Linked DNA regions of Nomascus leucogenys: region 2 is linked to region 1. The links are chromatin contacts, called in public Hi-C maps. All regions are on one chromosome and are shown on one strand. Each heading gives the region's core, a stretch centred on a gene start, on an enhancer-like site or on the middle of the called end of the contact. The rest is flanking DNA. Distances are from core to core; before and after follow the strand shown.

Region 1 (2,700 bases), core at 44-2,543:
TTAGTTTTACATTCACAGCAAAATTGAAAGGAAGATACAGAGATTTCCCATATGCCTTCTTCCCCTGCACACACGCACAGCTTCCCCCATTATCAACATCCCCCACCAGAGTGGTACTTTTTTTTTTTTTTTTTGAGATGGAGTCTAGCTCTGTCGCTCAGGCTGGAATACAGTGGCACAATTATGGCCACTGTAGCCTTGACCTCATGGGCCCAAGTGATCCTCCTGCCTCAGCTTCCTGAGTAGCTGGGTCTACAGGCACATGCCCTGACACCTGGCTCATTTTTTTTTTTTTTTTTTTTGTAGAGATGGGGGTCTTGCTATATTGCCCAGGCTGGTCTTGAACTCCTGGCCTTAAGTGATCCTCCTGCCTTGACCTCCCAGGGTCAGGGGACTACAGGTGTGAGCCACTGTGCCCAACCCAGAGTGGTAAATTTGTTAGAACAGATGACCCTGCATTGACACAGCATTATCACCCAGAGTCCATAGTTTACTTTCGGGTTCACCCCTGGTAGTATGCATTCTGTGGGTTTGGACAAATATATAATGACATGTATCCACCATCGTTGTCTCATACACTGTAGTTTCACTGCCAAAAAAATTCTCTTTGCTCTGCTGATTCATACTGTCAACCCCCAACCTCTGGCAACCATGTGCATTTTTTTAATGTGCATATTTTTTATGTCTGAAAAATGTCAGATTCCCACAGGGGTTCGTGGCTCCCACATTCCTGAGACTCTGAGCTGCATCATTCACACTCTGAAAGGTTGTTAATCTGACAGAGGGTCACTGACCACAGCACTCAAGCCTGTGAGGAGTGGCTGGTGGCTGCTCTCCTCCGCTTCCATGGGATTGGGTGGCCAACGTGGGCAGGACGCCATCAGGGCATCCCCACCTCCTATCCACTGTGCTTCTGTCCTGGCCCTAGGCCAAGGGGTGGGGCTGGGCTTCGGCCACAGGCTGCCCTTATCAGTGGTAAATGGGATACCTGGGTACCTTGAGTGTAAACAGGACCAGTCACCCCAGCCTTCCTGGCTCTGCCCAGGACACCTCCTCCTTCTTGCCCTGCTCTCAGCTAGAATTGCATGGAGTCCCTGGAAAGTGCCACACATGCTCTTATCTCCAAACTGTGGTATGTGCCATTTCCTCCATCTACCCCTGCCCAACCCTTACTTTTTGTTCTGGTCAGCTTAGGTACCCTTCCTCCAGGAAGCCTTCCCTGTCCCCTCCTTCCCCCTGCCAGAAGAGTTAAGGACCCCTCAGTTCTCCAAAACACCCCTCCCATCCCTGTCTGTCACACTTGTCCCCCTGCATTGCAGATGCCCATTTTCTTGGCTGCCTCTGGTTCCTCAGGGTACTGGCACAGAAATGTAGAATATCAGAGGTGAAGGAGCCCCCAGAGATCACCTGCCCCAACCCCCTTCTAACATGTAGGAAGCCCAGAGGGAGCCACACAGTGCATCATGGCAGAGCTGAGACCAGACCTGTTGTCCCAGTCACTTCCTCATTTCACAAACAAAAAGCGGAAATAAAAATCACCCAGAGATAATCACTGTTAATGTTTTTTTTTTTTTTTGCATTTAGCACCAGTTTCTAGCCTATGCACAAAAATATTTTAACAAAATTGTGACCACACGTACAAACTTTTATAAATGTTTTTGACTTTGACAATACATATGGTAATTATATTTCTATGTCAGTACATGTCCTTCTTCAACATATTGTAAATGGCTGCCTAGGATTTCATCATATGCCTGTATTATAATTTCTTTTTTTTTTTTTAGATGGAGTCTCGCTTTATCACCCAGGCTGGAGTGCAGTGACGTGATCTCAGCTCACTGCACCCTCCGCCTCCCAGGTTCAAGTGATTCCCCTGCCTCAGCCTCCTGGGTAGCTGGGACTACAGGTGTGTGTCACCACGCCCGACTAATTTTTGTATTTTTAGTAGAGATGAGGTTTCACCATGTTGCCCAGGCTGGTCTTGAACTCCTGACCTCAAGTCATCCGCCCACCTCGGCCTCCCAAAGTTCTGGGATTACAGGCATGAGCCACCACGCCCGACCCTTGTGTTATAATTCCTAAATACAATCTCCCATTGTTTGGGATTTGCTGTTATAAGCAGCACTAGGATTTGTGTTCTTGTGGAAAAATCTTTACACACTTTTGCAGTAATGCCTCTAGGATAAATTCCTGGAAGTGCAGCTGTTGAGTCTGGAGCATGCTGTACCCATGCTGAGCACATCATATAGTCTTGGGGCTGGAAGGGATTTCAAAGATCTTTACCCTCGAGGCTGGGCCCAAGCCTTGAATTCCCCGCTGGCCTCTTTAGCCCTGGCTCTTACACCTTCCATCTAGACCTGGGCAACTCTCCTTCTAGCTTTGAGCTGCTGTGACTGATAGTTGCTCCTTGGGGGCCAGGCGTGGTGGTTCATGCCTATAATCCCAGCACTTTGGGAGGCCAACGCGGGTGAATCACCTGAGGTCAGGAGTTCAAGTCCAGCCTGATCAACATGGAGAAACCCCATCTCTACGGGCATGGTGGTGCATGCCTGTAATCCCAGCTACTCAGGAGGCTGAGGCAGGAGAATCACTTAAACTGGGGAGGCGGAGGTGGTGGCGAGCCGAGATCGCGCCATTGTCTAACCTGGGCAACAAGAGTGAAACTCCGCCTCAAAAAAAAAAGGAAAGAAAAAAAGAAAG
Region 2 (2,700 bases), core at 156-2,655, 71 kb before region 1:
AAGACCCATCCCAGAAATCTGGTGGGTCCTGAGACCAAATAACTCAACCTATTATGGCCTTATAAGTGCAATCATACTGTCACAGGATCTAAGGGAGGGAGAAACTGACAGGAGGAAGGCGGGTGAGAATGAATGAGAAAGTGGAAGGCTAGGGTAAGACTGCTTCCTGCCTAAAAAGCCCCAAGCCTTCTGAACCTCCTGGTGTTCAGAACAATTTAACATTTTCAGAAGACACTAACACTAATCGGTATCCTGCAGATGGTGAAGATAGAGAGTGTCTCAGCCTATGGTCACAGTAAAGACAGTGGCAAAACCAAACCTAGAAACGTGTCCTGACTCCCAGCCCAGCACTCTCTGCCTCCTGCCAAGATGCCTCCACACCACAAATAACTACCCTAGTCTGTCTCAGGTGTTCCTAGATCTCTCCTGTGCCTTCCCTATACAAACTTTAGTTAGTGTGTAACCACAGTAAGTACTTCAAGTGTAAGTCTTGGGTGTACGAAGTTAACTGTTCCTATCTTCAAATCAGACCAATGAGCACGACCCAGTGCGTTAACTACTTAAGGAACGCGCCACACGAGAGAAGCCCATAGTTCTGCCTCGAGAAGCATAGAAAGGCTCCAGCATATCTCAACTATGTAAGCATGAGTATGTTTCGGCATGATGGCCATTTAGTAAATGCCAATTTGAGTTTCTCCGTTCCTAAGATCCCCTAAAGTAACGAGCAGAGTGGTCATCAGGGGTATATAAACGCAGGGCAAGCGCACAGCAAACATTGGTGCTGGGCCCTGAGCGCCCAGAGCTTGCAACGTGCCCGACTCAGCAACGGAAAGAATCGCTCAGATTTAGAAGCATCCAACGTAGTGCGAGAGTTTTCCCTGCTTTCCTTCTTTGAATGATCACTACAAACCTACGGGATCGGTGCTATTGTTATTCCTATTTTGCAGACGAGGAAACAAACGAAGAGTAGGAGCGAGCCTGCGATCACCAAGAAAAGTTTGGCGAGGTAGAGGCGGGAGCCCACGTCTGTCCCAGGTTCCCTCAACCACGCTGTGCAGCTCAAACGCTGCCGTGGCCGTATTGCGGGAACGAGGCCTTAAAAGGCTGGACCCGCACTCACCCTTACTTCACAAGCTCCTCCCTGAAGCAAAACGGGCCTTCTGAGACCAGGCGCGAACTCAATCCCGAGCTGGCCAGGATCCAGGTGGGCCAGCCGCGCGTCTCTTGCCCGGCACCTAGCTCGGTTCCCACGGAAAGACGCCCGTCTCTCGTCCCAAGCCCCACAGGGTCCCCCTGCCGCAGGATGGCCCCCGATTGTCGCGCCCGGGCCTCCTACCTGCACGTCGTCTCCAGACTCCACACCGGAAAGAGAGAGTGGGCGAGGGCGGAGCGACGGGTCACTTCCGTGTCCCGGAAGTATACCTCTGAGCTCATGGGGCGAGGTCGGCTCCCGGAAGACGCCGGCATTGTTGCTTCCAAAGAGTTTAAGACTAGTCAAAGGGAAAGACGGTTTATTACTTAAGGGAGAGCGAAAAGAGGCAGAGGGCTGGTTGTCGCTGCGAGCGGGTCTGCCTAAGCGACAGTACGAAGCGGCTACACCCGCGGGGTGAGGTGGGCCTGTATTCCATGATGGCGGTGGCCGTGGCTAGACAGACTTCCGCCATCCTGACTCCCGCCCTGGCAGCCTCGGAGCGGCAGCGCCCCTTGTGTGGAGCAGGGGAATAACAACAACAAAACGGCCTTAATTAAAGCTAGGGTGGCGCCAGGCTGTGGTCCCAGTTGCTCAGGTGGCTAAGGATCGCTTCAGCCGAGTAGTTCGAGGCCAGCCTAGGCAACATAGTCGGGGAAAACCCACCGTAATCACTTACTTTGGCATATTACATAATGGGCACAATAAGAATAAATTATTCAATATGTATTTTCAGACCGGTCTGGGCTAAACAGTTTATATGCATTGCTTAATTTACTCCTCAAGAACTTATCAAATAGTTTTGATTTCCCTCTTACAGATAAAGGATGTTAACTGAGAGCACACCTTTGCAGACGGGTTTGGAATTCTAGCTTCAAAGCCCATGTGTTTAATAGCTACTTCCACATAACCCTCTAATAACAATATACATGTATATATTTGGACTGAATCTTGTTCTGTAGCCAAGGCTGGAGTGCAGTGGCGCAATCTCGGCTGACCGCAACCTCTGCCTCCCAGGTTCAAGCGATTCTCCTGCCTCAGCCTCCCGAGTGGCTGGGACTACAGGCGTGCGCCAGCACGCCCGGCAAATTTTTTTTTTTTTTGTATTTTTAGTAGAGACGGGGTTTTACCGTGTTGACTAGGGTGGTCTCGATTTTCTGACCTCGTGACCCACCTGCCTCGGCCTCCCAAAGTGCTAGGATTACAGGCGTGAGCCACCATGCCTAGCCTCTAATAACAATATTGAAGGACCTTGAAGGTTTGGGAGAATGTGTCCGACCTGTGGGGAAAGGCCAAGAAGTGTACCTCACAGAGCTAGGTAAGCAGTAGATACATTTTATCTATATACTATATGTAATATTTATATGGAATATAGTATTTTTGTATTACATACTATATAAATATTATAAATATATTTTTTATATATTAATATATCCTGTGGCTCCAGCCTGGGTGACACAGCGAGACCCTGTCTCAAAAAAAAAAAAAAATTCACTCTGCTAAACTGAAAA

The links. Hi-C and Micro-C count contacts between places; a contact is called where the count stands out from the background.
Region 2: a contact with region 1 is called in a Hi-C map of a lymphoblastoid cell line, with 5 times the contacts expected there. The contact joins the promoter of RPS14 here to the enhancer-like site in region 1. A contact is called at or near these places in 2 of 4 Hi-C or Micro-C datasets (both in a lymphoblastoid cell line).

Annotation. Positions count from the first base shown.
Region 1 is chr2:28,159,499-28,162,198 of Asia_NLE_v1, reverse strand. The region is part of intron 2 of NDST1 (bifunctional heparan sulfate N-deacetylase/N-sulfotransferase 1); the gene reads left to right. Among named protein-coding and RNA genes, the nearest start is that of NDST1, 34 kb to the left of the region's middle. Within about 2 kb of position 1,293, the one cell type or tissue checked has an H3K27ac peak away from gene starts, as active enhancers do. A contact at or near this core is called in a lymphoblastoid cell line, where this site is marked.
Region 2 is chr2:28,230,662-28,233,361 of Asia_NLE_v1, reverse strand. RPS14 (40S ribosomal protein S14) reads right to left here and starts at 1,405. Exons shown (of 5, transcript XM_003266643.4): 1 at 1,337-1,405.